Linked DNA regions of Zea mays: region 1 is linked to region 2. A link is a contact called in public Hi-C data. All regions are on one chromosome and are shown on one strand. The core of a region is the stretch at or near the end of the contact, and the rest is flanking DNA. Distances in the headings are between cores, read along the strand shown.

Region 1 (5,730 bases), core at 392-2,891, 230 kb before region 2:
TCGCTAAATTTGGCTAGCCACCTAACTAGTCAAAATAGATATATAGTCTATTGGAGTGAAATATTATATATAAATTATAATCTTTATGAAAAAAATAGATAGTAAAAAATAAAGAGTCTGTTGGAGACGAGACAAAATGTCTATTTGATTTGGGATTTGGACCCTTGATTTGCACACCAATGAGATCTGTACCTTCTGAGCAAATCCCTTTAACTTTTGGTCTCAGCAAATTTAATACGGCCTATGTATAGTAAATAAACTAGACATCTCACTTTTGCTCAAGAAAAAAAAAACAGTCATACATGACCGGCTGAACCAGTAGAGAATGGTGAAGAAAGAGATATTTTTGCGCGTTGTGCCGCCGCTTCCGGTTTCACGCCCAATCAACATTTGATGTGATGGATTTCTATCATTCTAGGATCATTGCCGATCAAGCATACATATGGGCAGGCTGCTTTCACTAATATTTAATTAATTCGTGGCCGTGCAATGATTCTGCTGTTTATATGTGCAGGCGTACGTGTCCCTGGGCCTGCTATATAGTCGGTGCAATGATACATTTCTTTCGAATCTGATCGGCTGGATTTGGACTTTTATTATTCGATTGATCTGAGTGGACGTATATCCGATCCACAGTGAGCAATTGAAAAAAAAAAGAAAAGAAAAGAACACCGAATGAACAGGTGAACAGATTTCACTTTTACGGAAAGTTCGATCAAGTTTATAGATAAAAAAGACGATTTTTATTACATTAAATAAGTGTTATTAGATTAATCGCTAAATATGTTTCTATATTAAACTTTTCTCGAACATATATGCCTATCCGGATGTTTTTTGGTACTAGAAATTTTTTATTATATTAAATAAGTGTTATTATAGTATTGAATAACCATTTAAACACTAGTTTTCTAATATGTGCCTCTTTTGGTTCCGTGCCGTTACAAACACGGCTCTTCTAGTCGTGTTGTGTTGTGTGGCCCATTATGACTAAGTTTGAGACACGGTACGACCTGACAGTTCGGGTCGTACTTGCACAACTCATTCTTTTTCGTGTCGGGTCGTAATTTGGACTCTTATTTTTATACAGTGTCATGCCATGTCAGCTTTAAATAGTCCGGTCTAAACTTTCATATCTATGTACCAGTGGTGTGGCCATTGTAGGTGAGACTAAGAAGCCATACACAAGATTGGTATATTATTTGCTTCTGTTTTTCTAGCAGCCAACAGAGGGAAAGTCACATCTACACCAAAAACAAATTTAATCCTTGACCATCTATATATTTACGGATATTTTTATTGGACACATGAAGACTGGCCTCACCCCTCCATGCACTCGCCATGCTGTTGAAGCACTCCGGGAAATTGGGCTCGATTGCAATTGCAACAGCCACCTCGTTCTTGGCGTTGCACATGTCGAACTCCCGCAGCTGAACATTTTTTGTTTTTATATGAGGAAAGGCTTCAAGACAAGTATGCAGCGCACCGTGCACAGACATAGAGTCACAGAGAAGGTATGAGCCTGAATTTCGCTGAAAACAAACTGGAAATCAACGGCGCCGAGCAGCAGGAGGCTCTCCAGTGGACGACCGAGGGGGTGACATGACATGTTACGAGCCGGGCTACTTTGATGGGCCTCCTGTCTTGCAATTGCTTGTTCGGGCTGACCGCGTGTGGACGAGGACAAATTGGGCCTAAAATACAATGGCCCAAATGACGCGAGAAACTGATGGGCAACTAGTCGACGCTTCGGAGCCCGTTAAGAGTATCTTCCGTTTTCTGTTCCCCCGATTCTGCTGCTATTTCATTCTTGTTAGGGCATCATGACGGTGAGATGAGATGACGTGAGTTCCGCTGAAACGAAGGCCATGTTGACCTGGGTCTCTGCACAGTCCGCACACAACTTTTTTTTTCTCCTTCTCTCTCGGTGTTTTGATGAGGGTGATCGTGCACCCTAGCCCGTATCCGTATGGCATATTGATATGCTTTTAGCTGCATATGCATCTATCACCCGTCTTTATAGTTGAAGCGCGCGTGCCTCGTTCCATCAACGTGCTACGGTGCAGCGCTATTACCCGTCTTTATGTGTTGGTTGTGGTTGGGTTTATTGACTGCAGTACCCGCATGCTTCCCTTTTTTTCAACATCAAGGTTCGTCCGTTACGTGTGAGGTCTGTTGAAAATAAACCGGTCCTTGTACGTGGGTTTTTTTTTTCTTGGTATTGTCCGTGTATAATCGATTGATTTCTACGGTCCAAACGGGGTCCGAGATCCAATCATATATGTATCCATGTATCTAAGCTGTGCACCGGGAAGCATAGTAAGTAGGCACATTTAATATGGATCAAAAAAAGGCGAAACAGCAATTAATTAAGCCTCACGAATTTGTCATCTGGACCTGTGGCTAGATGCTCGTCTATATAGGCCACGTGAACCGAGCCGACAGCTGTGTAGTCTTTGTATCAAAAGCACAGTAGTACAGCTACAACACAAGAACTTAGGCCAAGTACACACCACCGCGGGCGGCAAGCGAGCGGTGGTCGATAGAGACCACGAGCTCCCTCAACAAGCGGGCGCTCGTAGACCCGAGGCAGCGGAGGCACCTAGCTAGGCGTGTGCATGGGGGCACTGCATGGAGCCAACCGTAGCCCTTGCACGGGGACCCCTTCCATCCACCCGTCCCGTCGGCAATCCGACCGATCTGGATGCGTCCCGCGCGCGCGTGTGTGATGACTGTGTGCCTCGGAACCCTGTCACGTCCTCGCTCCCCGCCCCGACAGCCAGAACCACCGCCTCCGCCGCCGCGTCCGCCCCGCCCCGAATCCAGCCCGTGCCATGCGGGGGGGCCTCCGTGGCCGCGTCCGTGCGGCACAAACCCATCCCACGGACCGCGGAGATGCCGCGCTCGTTCCGCTTCGCGCCAGCCGTGCGGGTGTTAGAGAGGGCAGGTGGCCCGGACGGCAGGGCGCACAACCCCAAGCGACGCGCGAGAAAGCCGCGGGTCCTCACGGGGGGTGGTGGTGCTGGTGCTGGCTGACGGGTGATCGCAAGCTGCACCGGCGTGGTTGCAAGGACCGCGCGCGAGACTGGCAACGGTAGCAAAGCACGCGGACCATCAGGGATCGAGCCGAGCGGCAGGGGAGGCCGCCGCGTACGTACGTACGTTCACAGCCTTCTTGAACCATAGAAACCGCACAAATCCACAGATGGGTGAGCATGGTCCATGCTCCATGATAGTACTCTATCAGATGCAATTGGCCTGGCTCAAAATATGTGTGTTCGTACGACGGTGGGTACCTGTGGACTGCTTTTTTGGTGGCTGCTGGACGCAATAATCGGTCCGTGTATATACATACTCCCTCTGTTTCTTTTTATTAGTCGCTGGATAGTGCAAAATTGCACTATCTAGCGACTAATAAAAAGAAACGGAGGGAGTACCTGACTGTGGGATCGGATGGACGAACGAGGGGCGCGCGCGACACGAGAGTCTATCTCTATCCATACCTGCCGATGGGCAACGCCGACGGGTCACCAGCCACAGCCAACGAGTCGCGCATGCAGAGCACAGCCCCCCCCCCCCCCCCCCCCCCCCCCGCGCTCGCCCGCCCGCTTGCTTCTGTCGGGGTCGCGGATTAGGAGGGGGATCTCCATCATGCCAACTGCGAGCCAGTGCCAGTGGTAGCTGCTGCTGCTGGTACGCACGCATGCATGCCTACGCCTCGGTTGCGGTTGCGGTTGCAGGGCCCGCTTCTCGCCGATCGGCGGGCTAATAATAAACCTGAACCTGACGTGCCTCCCTCCCTCTCCGTCTCGTGGCGCGGCCGCTCACCATCGTTCCGGTCTTTCAGTGTGTGTAACGCCATGCCGGAAATCTCGCGTTGCGGCTCCGGTTGGAGGACGCTGCTTATCTTTCTGGTGGTGAAGCCAGCCAGCCAGCCAGACAGAGAGAGAGAGAGGGAGAGGGAGAGGGGGTCAACAATGGCTTCGCTTTGTTCTTGGCGTCCATGATTGCGCTGCATGGCCGATGGCACAAAAGCCTGGGACGGATACGGACAGTTCAAGCCCCCTTTCTCTGGTGCATGTATGTATTGCAGGGCTACTACTACTACTAGTGGTGGTGGTGGTGGTAACAAGACTCGATGGATTCAGAAAAGGCGCCCAGTTTTTTTTTTTCTTCTCCTCTCCTGCCATGCCTGCCTACGCAGTGCAGCCTGCTGCCGCGCTCCGCTGGTCGGCCGTGAAAGGACCCGTCAGGGGGCTGAGGTTAGCATGGCATGGCTTGGCAGTTGGCATTGGCACCTGTTGGACACCAAAATGAGCGGACGGTCCGGCCCTTGGGCTCGGACGGTCCGCGTATCCCGAGATTAGATTAAACTCGAATGTTTATCCTTATCTCGTGCGTGGTTATCCATCTAATCGCGCGTGAGTTTGTTGGCTATCTCTTAGGAAAAGGTCCAGACCTCCTCCCCTATAAATATAAAGGGGTACGGTCGATTGAGAACCCCCGAACACATTCCAATCGAACCAATTACCTTATTTACTTTTCCTGCCCTAGAAGTAGATGTAGCATAGTTCTAGTTGTAGTCTTCCACATATCCACCTCCACCCCTATTCGACTCTACGTCGTCTAGATCCGTCTTGGGTGGCCTGCCGATCCCAAGACGACCCTATGATCTCACCCCTATTCGACCGCAAGATCTAGTTGTCCATCCAAGACCTCTTCCTCGAATTGATCTCTTAATTCCTAGGCGACTCCACGTCGTCTGGGGACGCCTCGGGTGACCTGTCGACCCGGGGCACCATTAAGATCTCTTCCCCCCAGGGGACGAGATCTAGATTCCAGCAAGGAGGAGGAAGACGACCCTGTTGCCAGGTCGCGGACCGTCCGGCCCAGAGCTGCAGACCGTCCGGCGTGACGCAGGGAAGACACCGCTCCTGCGCCCAGGTCACGGACCGTCCGGCCCAAGGCCGCGGACCGTCCGCGCCTGACCAGAGGGCACCGCCGCCGGTTCTTGTTGAGTGATTGGCGCCCAAAAAAGGTGCCAACATACTTTTTGGCGACTCTGCTGGGGACCGAGGTTGCAGATCTACAAAATCAGGCTTACATGGCCGATCCTAAAGATCTCAACAGTGCTTCTCCAAACAGCGACACAAGGCTGACTAATTTATCGGCCGCAGAGCATGAAAACTTAAAAGATGACATGAAGAAGATGGATGAGGAGATCCAACGACAACAAGATCAGATGCTCAAGGTGGCGAAAAAGTGGTACCTCTCGCACTTCAAGGTAGATCGCCACCAGAAGGTCGTAAAGGAGAGAGAAATAGACGCCGATTACATGTCATCCGTGCTGCAACAGCTCCCCACGATAAGTGATGCCAGGTCAGTCGATGATATTCCATCTATTAAAATTTCTTTTGATAATCGGATTAAAAGTATCACAGAGGATATAAAAAGGATGACGCATGCATTAGGAAAAACTCACATGCCTAGTTTTTTATCACAAAAATTAGGCGCCAAAACAATTGCGCCAAACACATCGGCAACAAATGGGTTTCCCCAGCCATATTCTGGTATGCCGATGGACTCATATCCAGGACGACCGTCACCACCATCTTCGCTAAATGGTGAGTCAACTCTGAGCACGGTCGGAGCGTCCGCACACAATCGCGGACCGTCCGGCCCTCCATCAGACCGTCCGGCACTCTACGCCGGACAGTCCGGAGTTACACAGAG
Region 2 (6,424 bases), core at 839-3,338:
GTGAGTAACATGTTACACAGAATCAATGTTTGTCATAAATTTTTAATGCTTCACATGGCACATCCCTCACCTCTAGGCAATCAATGACAGCTAGCTGGTGCTCTTCTGCAATATCTGGGTTTATTTTTATTAGCCGGCCAAGAGCATCAATACCCATGTACTTAAGATTATGACTATCACTCTGAAATCAACGAAAGGGATGATTAAGTTGGTTAGCCTCCAAAAAAGACAGCATGCCATTTTTCCATAATAAAGATCATGCGCAAACCTTCAGAAACTTTGATGTTGTTTCAGCTGCAGCCTCTAGCATCTTAGGGTTTGGGAAAATGAATGAAATACAGCATATGCATTCATACAGTATAGCATTGCCAATGTTGCTTGCAGTGTCACCTTTCCTGAATATGTCACCCAATACAGTGTACATATGCCCACTTGCTTGTTTATCGCCACTACCAAGTACAGCAAGTATCTTCAATAGTTTTATCTGCAGATGACAGACACAAAATCTAAGGCAGATAGCATGGCGACAACCGAAGACTTAAACCCATTAGAAGCATAATTTGCACTGGCAGCTTGGCAACCTAACAAATAAATAATGTCTAGTTTAACTCATGCCTGAATAAACGGTGCGGGCATTTGGTGGTAATCATAGGAAGTCGGTAGTCTCCTCTCTGCAACTTGTTTGAGGATGTTAACAAAACTAACAACCAAATCCTTGTACGAATTTGGTTCCTCCAAAATCAGGTCATAGAGGGGGCAAAGAGTTGCACCCATCACCCCTGGATCATTATCACAGAGCCTCTGCACAGAAAGAACCAACAATGTTAATAACATCACTGCTCCATGCAGAGATTAAGATAAGGAAAGTTATTCTATCTTGCAAGAATTTAAGAACCTAGGTAAAAATGTACTGTTGCAAAAAAAACATCTTTGGAAGTCCAGGCATAATCGGTCCAAAGCTACAATCTGTGCTATCTAAAATGGCATACTAAGAGAATGTTTGTTTCCTTGCAGGATTACATAATCCAGCTTATTTTATATAGATTATATAATCCTATTAGAGATGTTTGTTTACATAAATTATTAGTGGGTAAAAAGCCAACAATAATCTAAAATAAGCAACTAATGACCTGCTTATGAATTATCATAATCTAGGTACCTAGATTATATAATCCACTCCAATTGTTTGCCTCTTAACTTATTTAATCTGGATTATATAATGTAGAGGGTAAACAAACAGGGCCTAAACACCAAGGCATGTGGAAAGGGACATTTCTAAATGCATACTACCATTCATCTAGAACAGAAATGGCCGTAGGTTATAAAAACATGAATTTATCTAGAACCAAAATATGGAGGAGAAAAGTGCGGACCTTGCGGAAGTTGGAGACGAGGTGGGAGACGGAGGAGGGGGATCGCTGGTAGAACCGGTGTAGTGCCATGACGGCCTTCTTCCTCACAGCCTCCTTGGGGTGCGCGAGCAGCTCTACAACCTGGGGCAGCACGGCAGGGATGGCCTCCTCACCGATAAGGCGGCACGCGGCGGTGAGCGCTGCGCAGACGACGAGGTAATTGTCCGACCTGAGGTCCTTCTGGATGGTGTTGACCACGAGGATGACGAGGTCGTGGCGTTCGTCGAGAAAGAGCGCGACAGCGAGGTAACCGGTCCGCTTGAGCGGGAGCGACTCGTCGTGGGTCATCTTAACGGCGTGGATGTGGCCGAAGGAGGCGTCGTGGCCGAGCATCTCGGCGTAGACGAGGCGGAGGAGGAGCTCCTTCATCTTGCGGCGTGGCACGTCGGGGTCGGCGAGGCGGCGCTTGAGGTGCTCAAGCTCGCGCGCGATGATGCGGTCCTCCTCCGCCTTGGAGCGCGCCTCGCCGATGGACTTGACGAGGTCGAGGAACTCCTTGGACTGCCCCCACCCGCCCTGCGACCCCATCGCCAGCTCCCGCCCGATCGTCCGCAGCTGCTCCATTGCCGGCGCCCGCTCCGGGTTCCTCAGCGGCGTGCGCGTGTGGCTCGACCGATGCCAGCGGCGGCGGAGGCGTCCGGTTGGAGTGGAGGAGATCTGGATCGGCGAGTGGGGGACAGCCGGGGAGGTGGGTTTGCTTGGAGATCGGGATTGGGATTGGCGACGGAGGGGAGGGCCTTTTTTCCTGTTTTTTTTCTTTTCTTTTCCGTCGTTTTACTGATTTTGTTCTGTTTTGCAAGGATGTTAGCACAAGTCTGTTTTTCACTCCTCGGTTGTACGAAAATTTAAACCGTGTACTAAATTATGTTTCAAAATAATGTAAGCAGGTGTTTGGTTTCTTCAGTCATCCTCTTATATTTTAAGGCTAGTTTGAAAACCCTAATTTCCTAATGATTTTTTATTTTTCCAAGGGAAACTAGTTTATTTTTCCTTAAGAAATTAAAAATCTCATAGAAAAATGGAGTTGCCAAACTAGCCCTTAGAAAGAAACTTTAGTTCCTAAAAATTATATTTGGAAGACCTATTTTAATCACTTCGTTTAGGAGTGTTTGTTTATAAAGACTAAACTTTAGTCCCTCCATTTTATTTCATTGAATCCCTATATTACTAAATACGGAAATTAAAATTGAGTTTTAGTTCCTGTATTTGACAATTTATGAACTAAAATAGAATAAAATGGGGAACTAAAAATTTGTGCCTATAAACCAAACATTTACTTAGTATTTTAATAACTAAGGGGTGTTTGGTTTAGGGACTAATGTTTAGTCCCTCTATTTTATTTTATTTTAGTTTTAAATTGCTAAATTGAGAAACTAAAATAAAGTTTTCGTTTCTGTTTTTTGGTAATTTAGAGACTAGAATGGAATAAAATATAGGAACTAAAATTTAGTCCATATAAACCAAACACCCCTAAAAGTAACTAAACTTTAGTCACTAAGATAGAAATCAAACATCCCTAACACTTTAGTATTTAATGTTCACAAGGTAAAGAAAATGTTTATTTACTACTCTCTTTGTCTTAAATTAACATTAATTTTAGATTTAGATAATTAATAGACTCATACAATATTTAATATATACGTTTAAATTTATCACCATCTATTTAAATATAGATATAATAAATAAGAATTAAAATGAATTCTATCTTAAGACGGATGGAGTATATGTTTAGTTAGGGCTAGTTTTATAACTCCATTTTTCCAAGAGATTTTCATTTTTCCAAGGAAAAATAGTTCATCTTCCCATATGAAAATAGGAATCCCTTGGAAAAATAGAATTCTAAGGGCTAGTTTGGAAACTCTATTTTTCCAAGAGATTTCTATTTTCATAAGGGAAGATGAACTAATTTCCTTTGGTAAAATGGAAATCCCTTGGGAAAATAAGGTTTCTAAACTAGTACTAAAAATAGAAATCCCTTGGAAAATGGGGTTTCCCAAACTAGCCCTTAAATGGAAAATATACTTATATTTGTTATAAATAAACTATAGTATGTGGCGTTATTAATACTAGTCTATGTCGTGCGCACTCCGCGCGACGTAAAATACAATTCTGGATTATCAAATTGCAGATAGATATATTATATAGTAGGTACATATTGCATTTAGATGTTTGCAACATGTCGGGTATAATAATTAGAGGTACCTAGATTACACCCCTAAAAACGCTTAACCCCTAGACCACCATCAAAGCATGTTTCGAGGACGAAGTATCATAAGCCACCTTTGCCCGAGGCCCCCCTCAACTCCGCCTCACCCGAGCCTGCCCTCAGACAGGGTGTGTTCTCGGGAGAATCCTCGTGCCGGTCGAGGTCCCCTCTCCCTAGAACGGAGGTCTTCGCCTCGCCCGAGCCCACCTCGGGTGAGCTAGACAAACCCAGGGCAAGACTCGGTCGAAGTCCGCAAGAGACAACAACATTCAATGAGCATACCTACCCCACGTAGGGTTGTAGGTGTACAGGAGCAACAAGACTGTGGTCCTGTCAAGCTTCACCAACTATGATTACGCATACGACCACTATTCTCGCACGTCGTCGCCCAACTCCTGATGGGACATACAATACGAAAGGGTATAGGCTAGCCCTCGCGTGCAAAACTCTGCCTCACCCGAAGTAGAATCCGTTCTCGAGACAAACTTCGCCTCGCTCAAGCCTGGCCTCGGCTACCTGCTCCCCGCGAATCCCACAGGAGGCACTCCTACAACTATGGTGCGCACGTCTTCGAATCTCGAAACGGGCTCGGTCGTGACCATGGGCAGACTTCTGCCTCGCCCGAGCCCGGCTCTGACCTCGATATCCGCAATGGAAAGGCATCCAACGTCATTAGATACTAGAGAGCTAGCGCACTACTTAGGGGCTCTTTCCCATACTTAGTACTGTGTCAACCACTACAGTATGGGCAACCCCCTTGCTAGGGGGCTCGGGTGTGTGACCGAGCCCTTGGCCCTGGCCTCGGCTCTCAGCAGAAATCAAGCGGGCACAAGTTAACAATAAGTACAAGACCATACCGTCTATAGGGGCACGGTGACACCCTCACAATGTGCGGCCAACTCTAGTACTCCGGGCAGCCCCTCCTGTGGCTATAAATAGGATAGCCTATGGCATCAGGAAGGCACGCAAACACTTCACAGTTTTCTCCTCCACCGTGATATTAGCACCAGCCTCAATCAACCCCACAAACTTGGGATCCTTCCCTCTCCTACTCAGCTTGTATTCCCTACTGCAAACACTTAGGTGGAAGTAATATAAGTCTTATCCCCCCTCTCCTGGAAGTAGGGCCTTCTCTTGCCTAAACTAGGACAAAAGACTTATGTCATCTTGCATCACCATCCAGGTTAGGGGCACACAGCTATATTTCACTAGTTGGTTAGGTCCTCGGGTCGAGACACCGATAGTTGGTGCACCAGGTAGGGGCACGCTGCGTGCAAAGCATCAAGTTCCCATCAAAACTCTATATGGCTAGCTTCCACCACCCCTGAGGCTCGGTACGGTGATCAGGTTTGGGAGTTTAGAGTTCATGTCACTCAGCATTGAGTATGATATGGTGCTCCTCCCACTTGGTCCCCTGGTTGCACTCAGGGAGAACCAGACGTCCGTCCCCGTCCTTCTTGTCACAGGAAGCGGAGACAGAGCAATCACAACCACGTTACGGGTGGCGCCTCATGCCCCGTTGAAGCTCCTGGGCTGGCTGCTGACGCAAACTCCCTTGCGAGGGATCTGACCAACGTTAGCATCACGCCTGGAGCATCGTCGGTAGCACACATATCCCCAACACCAACTCTGTTGGCTCCTCCTCCTATGGCGTGGGGAGTATCGGCTTCACCAGCTCCCTAAGCCATGTGTTAGGTCGTGCCAGCCTCACCGTCCCTCCCACCTGCGGGTTGGGAGGTGCCGGCCTCATCGTGGCAAGACATGAAAGCTTTGTCAGGGGCTAGGGGAGAACCATCAGTGTTCAACCCTATCCCTTTTTAGCCAAGCGTCGACTCAAGTGCCTTCACCAGCATGTACGCTGGTCTTCCCTTCCCTTGGGGTGCTCAGACTCCAAGGAGGAGGATGGTCTAGGCTCTGCCCTGGACTTCTTTGGGCTTTGAGACCCTAAGGTCATGTTGTAATTTCTATTCGCCTGTAACAAACTGCTCTCCAACGACTCCGATGACTATAGCAAGGACGAGGAGGGTTACGACCCAACTCAAGAGTGCTTCAAGGTGGGCGCGAGGAGCATGATGAAGGGGACCAGCTCGGCATGCCTCGGGAGAACAACGTGCCACCCCCACACGTTAGGGAACCAATGGAGATGGGTGAGGCTCAGCCCCCCTGAGTCACATGGCCCACCTCGAGAAGCTCTACGAGTTGCACGCCAAGCTCAGAGAGGAACAACAACGAATGCAACAGCTTCGGCAGGTTCTCGATCGGGAAGCAGCCGGCAAGGCTCTTGACGAGGGAGCACGCGCAAAGGCATGCGACGTCCATTGTCACATCATGGAGGATGCCAAAGCCAAAGCCCCTTTGGCCTTTCACAGGGCTAGTTAGAACCTCACCGCAGCAGCAATATTGCTCCGTACCATGCCGGAGCCATCCACCACCGAGGGACGCCAAATCCATGGTGAGATCCGAGAACTCTTGGAGTGTGCTACGGTCCAGTAGGCCGAGAGCTCTATCTCTCAGTCTTGGGTAGAGATGTCAATGGGGAATTCCCCACCGGGTTATAGCATCCCATACCCATCCCCATCATGTTTCATCCATCCCCATACCCATCCCCATACCCATCATGGGTGCAAAACTCATCCCATACCCATCCCCATTTGGGTTTCGGGTCCCCAATGGGTCCCCATCCCCAATTAAGGGATAACTAGGTACTAACAGGTAGCACAAACAATCTAGATTTCAGACATCACCACATCGGCAAGCATTCATCCATGAACCATGATCCATTCATCCATCCATCAGAAAAGAAATA

Evidence for each region. A called contact is a pair of places that touch in the nucleus more often than the background predicts.
Region 1: a contact with region 2 is called in a Hi-C map of tassel, with 2.3 times the contacts expected there. The contact joins the enhancer-like site here to the promoter of LOC100383591 in region 2. A contact is called at or near these places in 3 of 25 Hi-C or Micro-C datasets (ear, leaf and tassel).

The regions. Positions count from the first base shown.
Region 1 is chr3:164,261,147-164,266,876 of Zm-B73-REFERENCE-NAM-5.0, reverse strand. No RefSeq gene overlaps it. Among protein-coding and RNA genes, the nearest start is that of LOC103652331, 8.2 kb to the left of the region's middle. Within about 2 kb of position 1,641, at least 19 of the 20 cell types and tissues checked have an H3K27ac peak or open chromatin away from gene starts, as enhancers often do. A contact at or near this core is called in ear, leaf and tassel, where this site is marked.
Region 2 is chr3:164,030,950-164,037,373 of Zm-B73-REFERENCE-NAM-5.0, reverse strand. LOC100383591 reads right to left here and starts at 2,088. Exons shown (of 11, transcript NM_001176239.1): 1 at 1,374-2,088; 2 at 616-801; 3 at 269-484; 4 at 71-181. The coding sequence starts at 1,976.